Regions from separate parts of the Mus musculus genome. Here all the other regions are linked to region 1. The links are chromatin contacts, called in public promoter capture Hi-C maps. All regions are on one chromosome and are shown on one strand. The core of a region is the stretch at or near the end of the contact, and the rest is flanking DNA. Distances in the headings are between cores, read along the strand shown. Region 1 holds the start of Sdhaf3 (succinate dehydrogenase complex assembly factor 3). Region 2 holds the start of Ica1 (islet cell autoantigen 1). Region 3 holds the start of Pon2 (paraoxonase 2). Region 4 holds the start of A430035B10Rik (RIKEN cDNA A430035B10 gene). Region 5 holds the start of Pdk4 (pyruvate dehydrogenase kinase, isoenzyme 4). Region 6 holds the start of Rpa3 (replication protein A3). Region 7 holds the start of Mios (meiosis regulator for oocyte development).

Region 1 (2,664 bases), core at 116-2,615:
AGAAAGTGTTTTGCATTTAAAAATATTAAACCTCCCCAGCTCCTGGCAACCAAATTATATCTAATAAACCAAGACTTTTAAGAAAGTTATACATTTCATTATTATAAAGTTCTCTCTTCAATAATTCTACAATCAAGAATTATAGAATTCAATGAAAATGCTTTTCCCTAGCCTAATCTTTATGTTGTTTTAAAGGTAAATATCACTTCAGCCACTATCAGCATGAAAAATCTTTTTTACTTTACCAGAGCAGTTTCTTTAAAATACCTAGATGCACTCTAGAAATGCCCAACTCCTTTCACCTCCTGATATTTTCAAGATGGGAGGAGATCCTGCAAGACTCTTCAGCATCATGCAATACTCTTTCTCCCCCTTCATTCTTAAGAGAAAAAAAAAAAAAAAAAAGGTATTAGGGTCGTGGAGATGGCTCACTGAGAAAGGTGTCTGCTGCCAAGCTGTGCAGCCCGCGGTTTGATCCCCAGGAGCCATGTGGTGGAAGGAGAGACCATTCCCTTGGGTTAGCCTCTGACCTCCAGCACACACACACACACACACACACACCCGTATACACACAAATAAATAAATATGTACCTAAAATAAATAATAAGAAAGAAAAGAGAAAAGTCAAACACTGAATCCAAACGCGTGCCCCCGCCAGCATTACCCCTTTAACAAATTGCAATCCTTAGGTCTTTTCTAGGTTATATAATTTATCTGTCAAGTGGAAAGCTTACTAAGGCCCTACAATTACAAATTAACAAATGATCGAAATGATCTAATTCTGGCAGCTAAGTAATGACATCATGTTAATTACACGGCTGTCACCTAAACAGCCTAAAGGCAACGCAAAGGACAAACGCCGACGAACTTTTGGAGCACTAAACAGTCAGGAGTGCAGTAACGTCTGAGACACGCCACCCTTCTCTCTCCAGCACCTGGCACCCTCAGCACTCTCAGAAAGTTCTTCTGAATGCGGGGGAAACTGCTCAAGCACAGAGCCTGTGCGGGAAGCTGGGGGATTCGCGACGGAGCTTGAAAGAAGTGCTGTTTGACCACTTTAGTCTGTCTATTCCAGACGCCCTGTTTGGCCGTGCACGGACCCTGGGAAGCAGCTAGGAAGGTGGGGTCTGAACTGAAAACCCAAGGTCCGGGACGAGGGGGCGGGGAGGGGGCGTCACTTGCCTCCCATTCCTTCAAGAATCGCTGGGCCTCGCCAGGACCAACAGTCTTATGTCTCCTAAATTCGTCCTTCACGTACTGGTCACCCAGGGCTTTGAGGTCCGGGGGCAGAGCCCGATGTAGCAGCAAGATTCGCCTATATAAAGCCCGGACTCTCGAGACATGCTTCCCCGGCATCGCGCCGCGCCTGCGCAGAAGGTGGGCGTAGCTCCGCCCCCGCTAGGAAGTCGCCTATGGGTGAACCCCAAAGCGGGCGGAAGAGAGCGCGCGACCTTCATCCGGTTTGGTCCGTCATAGAATCTTGTCCTTCCGGAAACCCGGATTTGGGGCGGGCGGACAGAAACGCTCTGCCAAAGGCGCGGCTGTTGAGGAGTAGTTGTAATTTCTTGAGTTTCCTAGAGAGGTGCTGCTGTGTAAGACAAAAAGTCTTGTGTGAGCGACTTGTTACCTTCAGAGTTAACTCATCTTCTCCATTTGCTAGTTTCTTCTTATTAAATATTTGAGAAAGACTTCATCGAACTGAAGTCTTCTCCAGAAAGCCTTGCGTGGTTAATCCAAAGTGTTATGGCTTCTGAAATAGTGTGGCATTCGCCGGTCCCTCGCAACAGCCCTCGTCCTTTGCAGTGCTGTACTTGGAGTTTATGCAGTAGGCATAGCTTCTTCCAGGTAGTTATCACAAGTGAGCCCTGAAGGGCAGACTTTGTTGGTCTAGGTCAAGTGCACTATGAAAGAATCTTGGGAGTTATTTTATGTGTATTTTTTTTCCAAGACCAAGATTCTGAGAATTTTTATTAAACAATGTGAGATGAAAATGTGAGACCCTGACTTAGAGCGTTTCTCCCTGGAAGATAAAGCCCCTGGATGTTTCCCAAGCTTGTTTTCCCTGATCTTTAAAAAATACAGCTAGAAAGAAGCTCTTTGTTCTCTATAGCCAGCAAAAAGCCTTTTTGTTTCTATACTGTACAACCAGAGATGCCTGCCTTCCTGTGCCAAGGACACAGAGATAAAAATTCAGAAAGAACTCACTCCCCACTCCTGCCTTGTAAATTTCACCAAGGACACCCGGAAGAGAAGAACTCTTCCCAAGTCCTCCCAACTCTCCTCCCAACTCCTCCCAAGTCTCCTCCCAACTCCTCCTAACTCCTCAGCTAGCTGTTAAAAGCTCCCTACTGTCACCGGGTCGAACTCCCCTGCCCTGCACCAGCAAAGGGACTTCATCCTCAGCTAGCTGATAATAAAACCTCTTGCAGTTTGCATCAGGTATGGTTTTCTCTCAGGACGTTGGGGTGTTGGCCAGCTCACCTGGGGACTTGCAGAGGCCCAGCATCGGGGGTCTTACAAAAACAAGAAATCTAGATGTTCACAAGTCCAAACTTGTGTAGAGGTGGGGAAAAAAAAAGTAACTATTTCAAAAGCTGATAGCTTCTTGTCCTTATTCTTTCGTTCCAATTAAATTTTAATCCTTCAGCAAATCCTAATAGCTCC
Region 2 (2,664 bases), core at 98-2,597, 1.8 Mb before region 1:
AGTCTCTGGGAGCTAGGGGGATTCTGTTCACACTGGCCAGACCCTGCTTTCATCCTGTGGGTTCTTCGATGGCAGGTACTGTCTTTGAAGGCTAAACTCAGCCTCTGTGACTGACAGGCTCTCAGACTTCTGGCCAAGGTGTCTGCCTTAGCCCTTAAATGGTTCTGTAAATCTACTTCTTTGTTCTTTCCAGAGCTTAGGTCCCAGTGAACTATGCTTCTAGGGGACACTTTCAACACATCAGACACTGGCTTTCTTATAAAAAAAAAAAAATGCATTTGCCTCAAAACCAATCTTTGATAAGTGAGTGGAATTCTTATATTTTCATGTAATTAATAAATTGCGACTGGTATGAAGACTGGTATGAGTCAAGGGAAATTTGGCCCTTCAGCGTACCTCTGATGTTAGAAGAAATTAGCATTTCTTTCTATGTTTGGACACTTTTCTTACTTTGCTTTCCTAGGGACCAAGCCCAGGGCTTTGTGCATGCTAGGTAAGTGTTCAGCCACTGAGTTATCCCTAACCATGCTTTAAACCCCACTCTCTCCTCAGGTTAAATCTTGGTTCAGACAACCCTAGGTTCAACCCTGGTTCTTCACTACTGAGCCATGCCAAGGCTATCAGATCCACCAGTCTTCCGTAGGGAACTCTGAGCTACGGTATCTTCACCCTTAAAACGGGGATAATTTTAACCACCATATTGGGCCATCAAAAAATTCAGTGTGAAGGACACAGTATTGGTTTGGCACCCAGGAAACAACCCTTTTATGTTAGCTGTGGATTTCTGGCTTGTTTGCATTATTACTAAGTAATTTTTCTTTCCACCTACTAGCTGTTCCTAGCAGTGATCATTCAACAAACTTCTCTATGACATCGAAGGAGGGGTGAGCCCAGTATCTCTATCAGTATAGACAGCATTGGGAACCATTATTTGATATCCCTCTCCTGTGATATGCAAGGTACTCCAGAAACTGAGGTTTGTGTTTTGTGACAAAGGATAAGAAGAGATGAAACACTGTCTAAAGTAAGTATAGGTGACTGATATGGCATATGGATATTAAAAAAAAGTGTGTAAATACATACCCAGCTGTTTTCTTAACACTGCCTTTTTAGCCTTTAAGCCCAAATTTGGACTCCAGATGCAAACCTACTTGTTTTGGCACTGACCTCACGAAATCTCCTGTCCATTCAAGTAACCAAACTCTATAAAGTAGCACGCACCCTTTACACAAACCGAGGAAGGAACTCTGAGGTGTTCTAGGCGTCAGCCACCTGTAGACAGGTCATTGTGACGCGAACGCTATGGACACGTGGAACACCTGCTAGGGAGCAGGGGCGGGGTCATCTCTGGCAGCAGGTCCAAACGCCAGATACCCTAGACATGGGGGTCACGGGAAAACCCCAGGGAGTAGAGAGAGGGACACTCGGTCCTCTCATCCTTGATCCGCCCCAAACCAGGTGAGACCACCGCCCTCCCCCACCAGGATCCCTGGGTCCTGCAGAGAGTGGCCGCTGTCCCCGCAGGAAGGGAGGCGGCGGGTTCTGGCGGAGGGGAGGGCGCCGGCTCGGGCCGCCGCGCTGCGCTGCGGCGCGCACCGGCTCCGCGTTGCTATTCCGGCTGGCGGCGGCCGCTGCAGGAAGGACCGCTTCCTGCGCTCCCCGCCCCTTCCCTCGCCAGTGCTGACGCTGACGTCGGCGCAGGGAGCTGGAGGGACGCTAGGATCTCCGCCGGGAGGCTCCTGGGGGCCGGAGCACCAAGGTACCTGCCCTCCAGGGCCGGGGCGGGGGCGGGCCGGGCGGGCTGCATGCTGCAGTGGGAGACGCCCGGGTGGCCGGGTGGTCGGGGGCGCCAAGCCAAGGCCGCCTCTACTGCCCTTTGCGGGCTACGGGTTCCAGGCGGGTCACCTCATCCACACACCCACCCCCCCATCGGGTGCGGGAGGAGCATCATCCTCTTCCCTCCCGCAGATCCTCCCTCGGGCCTGGATGTGTGGAGGATGCGCGCGCCCTAGGAGCGTGCGTCAGCCCCCAGGGAGCGGGAGGGAAACCAGAGAGCACCTGCGCCCATACCCAAGCCGGTGCTGGCCTACCCTTCCCTTCCTCCCAGGTCCCCTCTGGACTGGGATTTTCGTCTAGAGCTGACTTGTTGACAAGTTCACCTGCAGCGGTATCTGACGTTTACTTTTGCCGTTCCTCCTATGCTAGTCTTTGGCAGGGACTGCTAAGAGCCGATGGGTACCTTTTTTGTAATGACTGGTGCCAGGAGGCCTGTGGTTGGCCCCTGCGGGCTAGGAAGAGTCACTGAGCACGCCACGTTCTTGCAAACCCTGGCACGCGGGGTTTCTTTGGGTGCTGCGCTGCTGACTCCGCCTTTCCTGGCCCAGGCTTGATGCAGCTCCTGTTTCCTCTGAAAGTAATATCCTGTTATGCCAGTCTTTCTCCCAAGCGGCTCCCCCGTTAACCTTCACACTATCTTTTGACTTGTAGGGTTCCAAAGCCTCTGAACCACTCTTTGGAGCCTTTAACGTGCCATATCCGTGAATAACGTTTGGGGTCTTTTGGTGGGCATTAAGGTCTAGAAATGAGACTATATTCTCCATTTTTAGATAGCATTGAATCTAGCACAAGAAGGGTTTATCCATCAACCTGAGCAGCTGCTAACTA
Region 3 (2,664 bases), core at 56-2,555, 1.7 Mb after region 1:
CTGCAAACATTGCAGGTGGGAATTAAGCACTGGGAACAATTAGGAACTGATTTCAAGTTATACCCAGTAGCTGTCGCAATCTCAACGAGTGCCCTCCCTCTTTATATTTTTATAAGTGTATATCAATAAGTATTAAAATGAAAAGGGAGAAAGAAGAGAAAATTGATTAGTACTCCAGTGAGTCCCGAGTTTGTGGTGTTTTAGTCTAAAATCTTTTTTTTTTTTTTTGGTTTTTTTTTTTTCGAGACAGGGTTTCTTTGTGTAGCCCTGGCTGTTCTGGAACTCACTCTGTAGACCAAGCTGGCCTCAAACTCAGAAATCCACCCGCCTCTGCCTCCCAAGTGCAGGGATTAAAGGTGTGCGTCACCACACCTGGCTATAAATCTTAATATAAAAGGATGTAATTCCAACTCTAACTTCTTATATAAGACCTGTCCAGAACCACTTTTTTCCCATCTAAAAGAAGAAAAAAAAGGAAAGGAATATTTAAAATGTCTGAACGAGAGAGATGTCTCAGCACTAAGAACACTGGCTGTATTTCCTGGTGTAGTGGGCACCCTTTTCTGACCTATGTGGATACCAGGCATGAATGTGGTGCATATACTTACATGCAAGCAAAACAACCATGCATATGAAATAAAGAACTAAGGCAAAACATATTACTCTAGGCAGGGCCTTGAGTGGCCCAAGAACTTGGCATATGGAGGTAGACAGATCAGAAGTTCCCTACCAGCCTGGACCACATGAGACCTTATGTTCAAAACAATAAGAACATTTAAAAGTACAATTTTAATAGATTTCATATATATATATAATATACTTTCTGTGTTGTTTAATAATTACTATCTAAATATATTTTATATTTAAATATAGAAATGTTATACACACGTATGTGTAATAACAAAACTAGTGTATGACTGTAGATATGGCTCAGTACTAGCCTAATATGAACAAAGTCCTGAGTTTGTTTCCTAGCTTCTCAAAGCCAAAATTATACACAACAGAGGGGGAAAGTATCCTCAAACACCAGGCCAAAACAGCAAAAAGCAAGCCCAAACTTAACTAAATTAAGGGAACTCCGCAGAGGCCACCCTAAAGTTTTCAGGGAGCTGAGCAGGTGCAGCTGCGCGAGGATCGGAGGCTTGGCGGGGTGTTTGTGAAAGGAATCAAGTTCAGTTGGGTTCCCACGCGGGCATGTGCGGATGTGCTCCGAGGACGAGGCGCCGGGCGGAGCCTGGGCTGCAGAGCCGGCGCTCGGGGCGGGGATCGGGCGCGGCTCCGCGCTCGGGGCGGGGAGCTGGCCCAGCGTCCGGAGCTGCTCGGTCAGGCCCGAGCCAGACGGCGGGCCGGTCCCGCACCATGGGCCGGATGGTGGCTCTGAGTTTGCTGGGCATCGGGCTGGCGCTGCTGGGCGAGCGGTTCCTAGCGCTCAGGTAGGTGCTGCCGAGGGTCCCGGGTCGGGAGTCCCTAGGCTGGGACCGCCGAGCTGATTGGGGCGCTCGCGCGGCGGGTGGGAGGGGGTGAGAGGGGGGGAGGTAACTGGAGAGAGAGCTTGTTTAGTTCGGGGGGGGGGGGGGACCGGATGGAAGGAAGAACTTCGGATAGCTACCGGTGCTCCGTTTAACCGACCCAGTCCACTTCCACCAAGACCTAGACACTTTGGGAAAAAGTTTTCCAGCGCTTGCTGGTGCCGAGGTTCCTCTGCCTAGGCTGACAAGAGAGAGCTTTGCAAATTCCCCAAGGGCAAACCCAGTGCTTTAATTTGAAAACAAAACCATTACTCATGCGTGGACGCTCTAATTATACAGCTTCATTTTAGGTCACTGGTGCTGTTCTGCTCAGCCGGAACCCATCCCTCCCCAGCATTAATAGTTGGTGAAACTTCAGGGTTTCCGTCTTGGCGCTGGAGATCAAAGACGCTTGAGAGAGACAGCTACTGTTCTTACATCATTTCCTTATTTATTGACCAGAGTCCCAGAAGCAGAGCGAGCGATTGTTTGTTCTGGGTAGACATCATACTTTCAAGTTACCAATTCAAACTTTATAAACTTCTTGCAAAAGTGTTCCGGAACAGTAGTACTCAGCTCCTTATAGGGTTAAAGAGAAAAGACAGTCTTCTGTAGGCGTTCTGGGAGGCAACGTAGACTCAGATGAGGAAGGCGGGCAAGTCTGAAGGGTGTGCTTCACACTGGGCCTCTCTCTAATAGGCAAAAGGGAAGCGCCGGCACTCATTGGTTGTTTAGCAGCAAACTGCTATGAGTCTTGCATTGTACAAATAAGCCCGAAGGGCACAGCAACGGGGCCTGGATATTGGGATCTCCCGGAGTCTTGACGTCCAAGTAGCACCATGTGAAACATTCTAATTCAGTTGGTTCTGATAGGGCATCGGCCTTGGGTTTTGGGTGCTTTTCTAAATTTTAAATGAATTCTTGGTTTTGAGACGAAGTCTCACTGTGTATCCTCTGTTTTGAAGCTCAGTCTGGTCTCAAAACTCAGGATTCTTTGGTCTCCTGACTTCTGCTATTATAGGCACACGCCAGCATGACAGTCAGATTTCCTTCTCTTCTCTTCTCTTCTCTTCTCTTCTCTTCTCTTCTCTTCTCTTCTCTTCTCTTCTCTCCTCTCCTCTCCTCTCCTCTCCTCTCCTCCCCTCTCCTCCCCTCT
Region 4 (2,664 bases), core at 53-2,552, 1.6 Mb before region 1:
GGGTGGGGGGTGAGATTCCCAAAGCCACTTTCACACCTTCGGTAATGCACTAGCAAACAGAAGCCCGGAGAGGCTGAAGTTTTCCACGCAGGGCACCGTCGGGGAGACGCAGCCCGGGAGGACGGGAGGGTTGGGCTCGCTACCTCTGCACACGGGCGAGCCGGGACTCCGTCTCTCAGGTGAGCTGCTCCTCCGCCGGCTCTCGGGGGACCGTCTCGGGCGGCCCTTGGCGCGAGGCGCCTGCTCGGCTGGGGCAGCGGCCGGCGGTGGAGTCGGGCTGGACGGGCTGGGGCCGCGGGCCCCTCCGGGCCCGGAGAGACTGCCGAGCGCGGCGGCGGCGGTGGCGGCGGCGGCGGCCGGGCGCGTGGGGCTGTGCTGGCTGCCCCGCAGGAGCTGGTAGGGCACCGTGGCGCGGATGGGCTGCAGCAGCCGACCGGCTCCCGCAGCCGGTGCGCAGCTCCCGGCCGGCCCCGTCCCGCTCCCGGCAGCGGCGGGCGGGGAGCCCGCGGTGCTGCGCCGCATCCTCTGCGGCGCGGAGTGAGGGGTCTGAGAGGAACTGGAGGACGCAGTGGACATGGTGGCTCCGCGGGCGGGCGGGCGGGCGGGCGCGCGAGCGAGCGTGTGGGAGCCGGCGCCGCGGTGCGTGCGATGTGTACGGGGGAGGGGCGGGGAGGGGCGGAGCCGCGGGGCTCCCCTTCCGACGCGCACCCCGCCGCCGAGGGGGAGGGGACGCCGCGACGGCCAACGTCCAACGGCTCAACCGCCCCGCGGCGCTCTGCGGGGCGCTCACGGCAGAGCCCGCGTCGAGCCCATGGCCGCCGCCGCCGCCGCCCCGGGCATCGCGCTGACAGGGCACTCGCCCGCTTCCCGCGGCTGCTCAGCCCTCGCGGGGGGTCGCCCGCGCGACACGACTCGGCGACCACGGGCAGCGCCGGGACTTTAGCCTCGGAGGAGAGAAAGGGGCCTCGAGGCGCCTCGCGCTGCGCGTAACCCGCGCCACCGCAAACGCCGCCGCCGCTGCCGCCGCCACCTCGACCCGCTTCTCACTCGGAATGGCAACTAATCCTGTGTCGGCGCCCCGCCTCCGGCCCCGCCTCTGGGCGTTCCGGACCCGGCTCCTGCGGCTGCGAGCGCTGTGATTGGCAGCGCCACCCTACTCCGGGATGCCAAGGAATGGTTGTATTGTCGGAGTGAGAGGAGACTCGGCCAATTACAGTACCACGTTTCCGCTCTGGGGGCGGAGCATGGAAGTGGATGAGAGAGGCGGGCCTCGCGCGGAGGGAGGGACTTAAGAGTTGACAGGCTTTGAGGTGAGGGTCAGGTTAGAAAAGTGGGTCCATACGTGCCCTGCGCGGACTCCGACGCCCAAAGACACGCGCGCGCTGCGATAAGCAAGTTACAAGGATTCCACCCTCCAGTGCTCTCTACAACCTGGGGCTGAGGACGCTGAAGCCAAACTAATTTTGCAAATACACCTGCATCCGGTGAGATGTTTTAGTTAAAGCTGAGTGAAGGATCCTTAACCCTTTTAATCTTAGAAATGTCTTTAAGTGTCCTAGTCGCCTTGTGAATCAAAACAACTTCAGGATTAGTGTATGGATGCTACATTGAACAAAATGCACCTGCCATTACAACCTGTTTGTCGTTACAGGGTAGGGTGGAGAACATCACATTCTGAATTGTACACGTCAACAAGAAAATTTACAGCATCGCATCATCAGATTTATTAATGGAGAGCACCTAGTTTACTACCCCGGAGCTGATGGTCTCTTGGGAGAAAGACCAGGCATAATGTAACAATTCATTGTGGTCATTTCCTCTGTGTGATGGCACTGGGGGTTATTCTTCTGCAAGGAAAATGAGAAGTACGAAGATTTTAGATGGGCATAAGAAAGTATATAAAACCCTAATCAGGAATAGTTAAAGCTCTACATCAGATACCTCCTATTAATTCACATGAGATAAACAAAAACATAAGATTTTACAAAATAAAGAAGTGGCGTGTCAGATTGGCGTCTGCCTGGTGTCTGCCCACACTGGCAAGCTTCCTGATTCCAGGCACTAAATGATCAGTTTCACTCAGAGGAGCCACCTTTCTCTGCTTCCCTGTGTGGTCAGACAGAAATTAAATGAAATTAAATGAAAATTTTTAAAAAAATAAGAAAAAATAAGAAGCACAGTAAATTGTTGTTTAGAAAAAATATTGATGATGCCTAATCAAAATACAAAAAATAGCATCTAGTACTATATCCTACTATATTAGTCATAGTTCTATGCTTTATCACATATAAAAATAATAGCTAATGTTTACTAAACATTCACCACGTGCTAGCCACTGTTCTAAGGACATTATTATGTGTTAACTCATTCGTTCTTCACATAATCCACAAGGTATGTGCTGTTATTATCCTCCCTGCTTTATCTGGGGCACAAAGACACTAATTGTCTTGTCTGAGATCACTCAGCTAAGTGGAAGCTGAGGCCAGAGGGACCCAGGCAGGCGTCTGAAGAAGCCCTGTGCCCTTAGTACCTCCAAGCAGAAGATGCGTGTTCTGATTAAGAGACTTTATGGTAGCTCACAGATGTCCAAACGAGCTTTTAGACATGACTAGCAGCTCCCTTTTCTTACTTTCTAGAACAAATTATACTTTAATTATCTATAGA
Region 5 (2,664 bases), core at 95-2,594, 1.5 Mb after region 1:
GATGCTAGACCTGTGCCTGCACAAGTCCACTAAACAGCAGAGCACTGGAATCTGGGGCAGAGTTTGAACTAGAGGCAGAAATCAGACATCAGTCCTGTGACTGGGTGAGCTCTCATGGGGGAAAATGCAAAGAGTGCACCCACCGTCATCTATGACTTTCATAACACCCCAGTCTCCTCATATGCAAGGGTCGAAGGCTAAGGGTGCCTTGGATAACAAACTGCCCTTGCAGTTTATTACTATTAGTAGTTCCCATTACATTGCATTTGCAACCAAGTCGTTACAGCGTCCCTAAACACTGGCTTCATTCTACAGTCCATTTAGAGTGAACGGGAGGACGAGAGAGGTTAGGATGAGAGTGTTATGACCCGCTAGCATGTTTCAACAGCAGTCATTAGGGAGGTCAATATTGGGCAGTAACAAAGTAGGGTAGGATGCACTGAGCCTCTGGGAAATGAAAGAGCCCAAATAACTAAAATATGCTACTGGTGCCTGCTAGTGACAAAGGCTGCTTTTTGGAAGGAGGGCAGCCGCAATGAAGAAAGAGCTTTTGGAGCAGACTGGGGAGTGGAGGGCGGTCAAGAGCAAACTAGAAGGCCTTAGAGAAAGAGGGGAATGACAGGGAAGGGGGACTACAGGGCCAGCCAAACCCTCAGCAAATCGCTCTTTAGTTTGCATTTAATTAACAGGTAGAAAGTGTTACAGGAGAGAAGTGAACTGGGATTTTCCACCACATTAATAATAAGCCTATTTAGGCAGTTTCTAAACTTGAGCTGTTCGCTAAGAAGAAAGTGGATAAAACTGTAGGGTGGTCCTTGCTTTCGAGGTCCAATGGCAAAGAAGCCCATACTTTAGTAAGCAGATGATTGGCTACTGTAAAAGTCCCGCTCTGAGCGAACACCAATGCACGCTCCGCGGTGAGATTCTTGGAAACAGTTTCTGGCTAGGAATGCGTGACATTGAGATGGCTCTGGAGTTGTAAACAAGGACAAGTCTGGGCGGGCCTGAAGTCCTAGCGACCTGGGATCTATCCCAAGGGGGCCCACGTCATCCCGGATGCCTGCTGTGGCTGCTCCCCCTATCCCACCCCAACCCTCCTCCCTCTCACCCTTTGCCCCTTGCAGGCCATGGAAACCGTGTCGGGATCACTGTGCCAGGCCTTTCTAGTGACCGCGGCCAAAGGGAGGAGCCCAAAGTTCTTTCTCTGAGCTGATTGGTGTGGCCCCAAGTTCAGAGTCCCAGAGCCTCCTCCTGGCTGGAGTTGTGGAGAGGGCGTGGAGGTAGATAAAAGGCAAGACATCGGGTGGTGGGAAGACCCAAGTGTCAACCCTTCACCCAGGCTCGAGCACCCGGGACCCTGGGACCACAACGCACTTGCTCCCTCTCGACCGCGCTCCTGACCCGCAGCCCTCGCCAACCCTACGGATCCTAACCACCGCCAGCCTAGGTGGGCGTCAGGATGAAGGCAGCCCGCTTCGTGATGCGCAGCGCCAGCTCGCTGAGCAGCGCCAGCCTGGTCCCCAGGGAGGTCGAGCTGTTCTCCCGCTACAGCCCGTCCCCGCTGTCCATGAAGCAGCTGCTGGACTTTGGTGAGAGGCGGGCGACGCAGGGCCCAGGAGGGTGGCGCTGAGGCTGGGGAGGCCCCAGGATGGGAAGGGCTGAGTTCAGGGCTAGGACGACTGAGGTCTCTTTGACCGAAGAACTCGGGATTCTCAAAAGGCTGTGCACCTGTTTTCCTAGTTTGGTTACTTTCTGACAGTTTGTACCAGAAAGGCTAAGTCACTTGTAACCATACTGATGCTCAACTTCGAATCTACTTTTCTCTTCTCACTGTCTAGATCATTTGAGTGTGTATATATATATATATATATATATATATATATATATATATATATATATATATATATCCTTTCAGCCACCATTTTAATAATGGACTAGAAGCTAAACTAACTCCTTTCTTCCCAATTTCCTAATAACACAAACTTACCTTAGATTGATAGATACAGATTTAAACTCATACTCCCCGCCTCCACACACACCCCGCTGATCTCTTGGCATGCCTAGCAGGCATCTTTACTATTTCTCCTTTATTGTTTTACAAGTATTTACATTACTACTACTACTACAAAAAAAAAAAAAAAAAGACAGTTACTCCTTTTCTTCCGCGGTGGCATATGGAACATTTCAAGATGTCAATGTGGTATTGTTTGTTGCTAGTCTGGAAAGGCCTCTGTCTCCTTCTACCCAGACCCTTTCAGGTTCATACTCATTAAGGGTGTGTTATTGAGTTTGTGGTACAGGCCCTGGACTCACGCATAGAAATAACTGGAGAGTGGTCTGATTTCTCCACCGTGGGCTTATTTTTTTCTTTTCATAAAGAAAATAAACAGTATTTCACCTATATTGGTCACTCTTAAAAAGTGAAAAGGGGGTGAAATTGGACAGAAAGAAAAAGGCACTAAAGATCTAGCTTTAAAGTGTCTATAAGCACTAAGCTAACTGTAGTTAAGATATTATTTTACAACATCCTTTGTATTTGCTATTTAGTCTCAAATTTTCCCCCAAACTGAACACGCTTCACCCACTACAGGTTCAGAAAATGCCTGTGAAAGAACGTCCTTTGCTTTTCTGCGGCAAGAGCTGCCCGTCCGCCTGGCCAATATC
Region 6 (2,664 bases), core at 108-2,607, 1.3 Mb before region 1:
TGAACACTAAGGAGAGCTAACAATCGTTTAAATAGGGGAGATTGGATTTCACTCTTAAATAGATGGAACCAGATCTTTGTATTTTATTACTTAAGGCAGCAACAGCAGGCTACATTGGAACTGAATTATTGGAACTGAGTTATTAGCCCTGAATTTGAAGGTTAATAAGTCTTTGGCTTTAGAAAAATCCAGACACTGTTCCACATAATTATGAGACGCAATTAAAATTATGTTTTAATTTCTGCAACCTCTTTTGAAGGTATTTTTATGTGCGTTCATTTTGAAATTTCTCAGTACCAATCCCTTGCTGGTGAAATTACTAAAATCAACAGCCACCAGCATCCAGTCATTTTCTGAACCAGAAACACATCCGACAATTTTCTTCAAATCTTGGAATAAACTGTCTTTCAGACAGCCAGCTCTGAGTACTTCGGGGAACTAGATATAGTATTACAACCCAAAATTAGAGTTATCTAGCACCTTACAAAGCAGTCAACCCCTCATTTGCAGAAAGAGAAAATGTGACGCCAGTGGAGGAGCACTAGCTTGGGTCCAACAGCTGGTGAAGCCTGTCATCTCTAGTCCTTCCCGGGGGTCCTCCTCTACCGGAGCCCCAATGCACGCCAGCACCCAGGAGGTGAGGAAATGGACACCTCCACACCGCCAAGGCTAGCAAAAGGTCCAAGGTAAAGAGAGGGGCAGCACCTCTTGCTGCCAGTGGGTAAAGCAGGCAGGTCCGTTACACAACGTCTCCTAGCAACAACCTCCTGAGGGAGGGGTAAAGACTGACGATGGTTCTCTACAGGTAGAACTGGCTCAAAAATAAAAACCCCAAACCCCAGGTTAGGCACGCACCCGCGCCACCCGCGCAAAAGCTGGCAACTGTCAGTGCCCGCACCGCGGCATTCCGGGACCAGGAGCCCGACTCCGCCCACCACCCCGACGGTTCAGCCCTCGGGAGGAGAGAGGCGCGGAGATCCAGACACCTCCCGCAAGAAAGCTACCTGAGACTCCGCCGCAGCCCGCAGCTCGCCACCCACCACGGTCCTTCAGCTTACTTCCGGGGTCAAGTCGACGTTCGGCCGCTCCAGATCCCGGGTCCCAGGCCTCAGCCCCCGCCCCTCTAAGTCCCGCCTCCACTGCCCGCCGGGTTTCGGCCCCAGTGACTTCCGGAACGCCGCGCGTCACTAGGCAGTCTACCAGTACTTCCGGAAGCCTTGAGCCCCTCCGCCAGCCCGGTGCGAGCGAACCAGATGCTCCCGTGGATTTGATTGGTGGGTCTGGAGCGTACGTCTCCTCTGATTGGTGTTCGGGAAATCTGCCCGGGTTGGCGCGGCCGCCCGCTGGGCGTCAATCATTTTCTGCTTTCCTGCGGGTTGCGAGTGTTGGCGGCAGAATCATGGAGGACATAATGCAGCTCCCCAAAGCGCGCGTCAACGCCAGCATGTTACCACAGTATATCGACCGGCCCGTGTGCTTCGTGGGGAAGCTGGAAAAGGTGCATGCGGGTTCGGGCGAGAGGACGGGACCACGGCCACTCGGGAAGGACTGCGGGGTCGGGAGCTGAGGCTGGGAGCAGGTCACCTTTAAGCAGCATTGCCCTCCAGCTTGCTGTAGTTTTCACAAGAAGAGCTTGTGGAAACTGCTAAGCCATTGCAGCAACATTTTGGTGCCGCTTCTTTTATGTCCCCAAAACTGTTTGGAATGACCTTTTAGATCCAAGCGCTCCGCGCCCCCTTTCTTTATTTACCAGGAAGGTATTTACAAACCTGGCTCCTCTGTCTGTTGTTCGAGTTTTTGTTTTAGCCAGACTTAGCTTCTTGCTTCCCTGTCTTTTGCAGCCGTCTCTATTTATGGGCCTAGTTTTTCTACTTTGCAGTCGTCTCCCTATGAAACATTTCTTGATAGCCCCTCCCATATTCTATAGATACCTTGTATCTAGCCCAGTCTTAGATTGCAGCCTCGTCCTTCCTATAGGTAAAAATTAAGCCCAAAGGCCCAGAAATTGAGAGTGCCGAGGGAAAGAAAATCCTCTGTAAGGACTTACCTGCTAGGTCATTTCATTCACACATTTTCTAAGGGAAAAGAATTTCTAACTAAACAGGTAGGCTGACTGAGCTGCTCAAACCTCACATCGAGTGGCAGAGCTCAGTTTCAAGGGAAGTCTTCCTCAGATCTGGCAACCAGTTCTTTTAGATCATCGTTCTTAATTTTAAAAGAAAGTATTCTGAGCCGGGCGGTGGTGGCGCACGCCTTTAATCCCAGCACTCGGGAGGCAGAGGCAGGTGAATTTCTGAGTTCGAGCCCAGCCTGGTCTACAGAGTGAGTTCCAGGACAGCCAGGGCTATACTGAGAAACCCTGTCTCGAAAACAAACAAACAAACAACCCCTCAAAAAGAAGGTATTCTGTGAGATGTACTAAATCAAGAATGTTGGCAGAATTTCATTAGACAGTGAAAGCCTCGTTTAGTTTTAGTGTACCAAGTGTCTTTTGCAAATAAAAGAAACCACACAAAACACTAAGCAAATATTTGTTGTTTATTAGAAATTCAAAATTAACTGGGCTTACAATCATCTGATCAGGTAATAAGATTATAACTTGAACCAAATAAACTGTCCAAAACCCCTATTACTTTATATTCAACCAAATGAAACTTCAGGGAA
Region 7 (2,664 bases), core at 46-2,545, 1.3 Mb before region 1:
AGACGATTACAAGTCCCTTATGACTTGGGTAACATCTAAGTAATTTCCACCACACAAAGTTCTAACACCAACTCATCACAGTTGAGTTCTCTGCTTCATACAGATGTTGTTGTCCCTATTTAGTTCTTTCAACCAGTCCTGGAAGTGAATGCTTTCAGATGCTGGAGACAACTGCCAAATCCATGGAGGGGCTAAGAGATGGCAATAATTTAGGTCCTCACCTTCAAATTTAGTCAGTGTTCATTTCCCTTCAATGGTTCCCCACAAGTCACCACCAGAACATGGGTAACACTATCCAAAAGAAATTTAGTGAACCACCACTTATAATTCTCTAGCGGGCACATTTCAGAAGTAGCAAACGAAATTTAGAATATCTTTTAATTTAACCTATCAAATAAGAAATAATTTAAAATATACAACACTGTAAAAAATACGAAAGTTTTTATATTTTTATTAAATCTTGGGAATCCAGTCTATACACTTACAAAGCATCTTAACCCCACGTGGCAACTGGGCACACATTCAAAACACTGTCATAACGCAAAACATACAATTATATGGTCTGTCGTCTTTCTTTCCGCGCTAAGTAAACGATAGCAGTTTCAGGAAATTTGGAGTACTACCATCTCCACAAGACATTGCGCATCTATATTTTCGTTAAACTATAGTTATTCAAAAAAGCCAACAAGAGCAGTCGTTTGCTGAGCCATTCCTCTCAAGGAATTTGCATTATTCGTGTCGGTAGGGAACAGAGCTCACGGGGGTGACAGGCCCTTTAACAAGGATTTGATTGGGTACAACTGGAACTCATCGTGTTGTTATTCCGGGTAAACCAGGAATCTGATCGTGACTCCCACGGTCCAGACACCTGGCTGAGCCGCTGGGCGGCGGGGGACGCGGCTCCGCACTCCCGGCGCGGCCGCACGGAGGACGGTCGCCACGCGGCCGCGGGACGCCCCAAGGCTCCACACGAGGCCCGCCAGCAGCCCGGTGCCGTGACCATCGCACTGATCGAGCGGAACGCCACCCGCCGGCGAGGCTCTGAGGAAGCGGCCGCGGCTGCCACCCCGGGCCTCACGCAGACACCCGCTCCGGGCCGCACTCACTGACCTGAGGAGGTGGCCTGTCGCCACACAGACGTTTCCGGCCTGTACGCCGCCCCTCCCGCCGCGGGAGACGGGCGCGGGCAAGATGGCCGCCGAAGCACGGGCGGTGACCCGGGCCACCCGCTGGGCCCCCGACCAAACCACCCTGCCGCCTCCGAAGCAGACCTCCTCGCCGCGAGCCCCGCCTTCCCCTCGCCCGGCACCGCCCCGGGGCGGGGCCGCCGCGCGGAGACCCCGCCTTCCTCCCGAGCGCTCCGCGCTTGAGTTGAGCCCCTTCCGTCGCCCTCTTGTGGGCAGGGCCACAACCTAGAGTCCCCGCCTCCCTCTCGAGCGCTCCGCCCAGTGTGGGCCCTGCCCCGGGACCCCTCTCCAGCAAGCCAGCCATTCTTTAACCCTGCTCTCATGGAATTTGATTATTTCTCTGAAGCCAGCTACCATGGTCGTGGTGGTACACACATTTTAGCATATGTGAGACATTTTAATTTCCACTGAACAGAGAGGATGGGCGATTTCGTAAAAACTTAAGGATTTGGGGCTCATAATTCGATTTCAGTTATTCCAAAAAGAGGTCATGAATGCCTTGTTGAGTCACACCGTGTTGGGATATAGGAATGAGAAAAAAAAAAAAAAAAAAAAAAAAGACCCTTGTAGGAAACAGGACAAAAGAGTGATGGCTTTTTTAAGCTACCTGGGAGAGCACCTCCCTCAGGTTGGGTGGGGCATCAGAAGAACTTCCTTGAGGATCACTAGACTAAGAAAGACAAACATGGATTGGTCACAGAAAAGTTAAAGACGGAAACAACTGGAAGAGAAAGGCCTTCTAGAACTGAATACTGTGTCAGGAAACAGGATACAGCAATGGGAAAGCAAGTCTCTCATTTACCTGTGAGTTTGCTTATGAAGTCTCAGTAACCACTGACCAGTCAAAGCCTGAAAATATTAGGTGAACGATTCGAATTAAAGAACACCTAAATTTGAATTTTAGAATGTTATGAAATCTTTCTGAGTCCTGTTCAGTCCGATCCTGAACATCATTCAACTACCCATAGTCACAGTGTACCCAAGCTGCAATCTGGGCCATCAGATCTGTCTGTCAGTGCTCACCTTCAAGTGACCCTTACCAAGTAGCAGCATACTACAATACATCACAATACATCAATCACTCCATTTTGTCTTAACATGTAGGTATTGACAAATCATGCTTATAAGCATGAGAGAGAGAGAGAGAGAGAGAGAGAGAGAGAGAGAGAGAGAGAGAGAGAGATTCACATATGATTTATTATAGTGCTGTTGGCCCTCCAGATCCTCTAGCTCTGCCTGTGCAGGTTCAACCACCACAGATCAAAATGTTTTTAAAATTGGGTATGGTAGTGTTCGTCTATAATATCAACACTCCCGAGGTTGAAGCAGAAGGATCAAAGAATTAAAAGATAGACTCAACAATATACTGAGTTTGAGCTAGGCTAGCTACATGAAAATAACTTTCTCTTATGTCTGTCTGTCTTTCCATACATATGTGTGTGTGTATATATATATATATATATATATATATATATAT

The links. Promoter capture Hi-C pulls out the DNA fragments that hold promoters and counts their contacts. Capture Hi-C pulls out chosen DNA fragments and counts their contacts.
Region 2: a contact with region 1 is called in a promoter capture Hi-C map of pre-B cells. The contact joins the promoter of Ica1 here to the promoter of Sdhaf3 in region 1. A contact is called at or near these places in 2 of 39 promoter capture datasets (the 3T3-L1 cell line and pre-B cells).
Region 3: a contact with region 1 is called in a promoter capture Hi-C map of liver, with 2.2 times the contacts expected there. The contact joins the promoter of Pon2 here to the promoter of Sdhaf3 in region 1. A contact is called at or near these places in 1 of 39 promoter capture datasets (pre-B cells), 1 of 484 Hi-C or Micro-C datasets (CD4 T cells), 1 of 115 datasets of contacts at active chromatin or transcription factors (thymic regulatory T cells) and 2 of 9 other capture datasets (adipose tissue and liver).
Region 4: a contact with region 1 is called in a promoter capture Hi-C map of pre-B cells, with 3 times the contacts expected there. The contact joins the promoter of A430035B10Rik here to the promoter of Sdhaf3 in region 1. A contact is called at or near these places in 2 of 39 promoter capture datasets (pre-B cells and second pharyngeal arch cranial neural crest) and 1 of 115 datasets of contacts at active chromatin or transcription factors (astrocytes).
Region 5: a promoter capture Hi-C map of liver shows a contact between it and region 1, with 3 times the contacts expected there. The contact joins the promoter of Pdk4 here to the promoter of Sdhaf3 in region 1. A contact is called at or near these places in 1 of 39 promoter capture datasets (liver) and 2 of 115 datasets of contacts at active chromatin or transcription factors (cardiomyocytes and embryonic stem cells).
Region 6: a contact with region 1 is called in a promoter capture Hi-C map of pre-B cells, with 8 times the contacts expected there. The contact joins the promoter of Rpa3 here to the promoter of Sdhaf3 in region 1. A contact is called at or near these places in 6 of 39 promoter capture datasets (the 3T3-L1 cell line, hippocampal neurons, liver and 1 more), 1 of 484 Hi-C or Micro-C datasets (CD8 T cells), 3 of 115 datasets of contacts at active chromatin or transcription factors (astrocytes, stem cell-derived neural progenitor cells and trophoblast stem cells) and 2 of 9 other capture datasets (adipose tissue and liver).
Region 7: a promoter capture Hi-C map of pre-B cells shows a contact between it and region 1, with 2.3 times the contacts expected there. The contact joins the promoter of Mios here to the promoter of Sdhaf3 in region 1. A contact is called at or near these places in 10 of 39 promoter capture datasets (the 3T3-L1 cell line, 3T3-L1-derived adipocytes, cranial neural crest and 5 more), 3 of 115 datasets of contacts at active chromatin or transcription factors (astrocytes, microglia and stem cell-derived neural progenitor cells) and 2 of 9 other capture datasets (adipose tissue and liver).

The regions. Positions count from the first base shown.
Region 1 is chr6:6,954,719-6,957,382 of GRCm38.p6, reverse strand. It overlaps Sdhaf3 (succinate dehydrogenase complex assembly factor 3), which reads right to left and starts at 1,365. Exons shown (of 2, transcript NM_001077713.1): 1 at 1,183-1,365. The coding sequence starts at 1,356.
Region 2 is chr6:8,777,167-8,779,830 of GRCm38.p6, reverse strand. It overlaps Ica1 (islet cell autoantigen 1), which reads left to right and starts at 1,347. Exons shown (of 14, transcript NM_010492.3): 1 at 1,347-1,759.
Region 3 is chr6:5,296,981-5,299,644 of GRCm38.p6, reverse strand. Pon2 (paraoxonase 2) reads left to right here and starts at 1,305. Exons shown (of 9, transcript NM_183308.3): 1 at 1,305-1,433. The coding sequence starts at 1,360.
Region 4 is chr6:8,507,799-8,510,462 of GRCm38.p6, reverse strand. A430035B10Rik (RIKEN cDNA A430035B10 gene) reads left to right here and starts at 1,302. Exons shown (of 2, transcript NR_040452.1): 1 at 1,302-1,484; 2 at 1,652-2,664. It overlaps Glcci1 (glucocorticoid induced transcript 1), which reads right to left and starts at 863. Exons shown (of 8, transcript NM_133236.3): 1 at 144-863. The coding sequence starts at 576.
Region 5 is chr6:5,494,958-5,497,621 of GRCm38.p6, reverse strand. Pdk4 (pyruvate dehydrogenase kinase, isoenzyme 4) reads left to right here and starts at 1,344. Exons shown (of 11, transcript NM_013743.2): 1 at 1,344-1,589; 2 at 2,591-2,664. The coding sequence starts at 1,460.
Region 6 is chr6:8,257,834-8,260,497 of GRCm38.p6, reverse strand. It overlaps Rpa3 (replication protein A3), which reads left to right and starts at 1,357. Exons shown (of 4, transcript NM_026632.4): 1 at 1,357-1,498. The coding sequence starts at 1,400. Umad1 (UMAP1-MVP12 associated (UMA) domain containing 1) reads right to left here and starts at 1,210. Exons shown (of 4, transcript NM_001302354.1): 1 at 1,005-1,210.
Region 7 is chr6:8,207,858-8,210,521 of GRCm38.p6, reverse strand. It overlaps Mios (meiosis regulator for oocyte development), which reads right to left and starts at 1,295. Exons shown (of 12, transcript NM_145374.2): 1 at 1,111-1,295.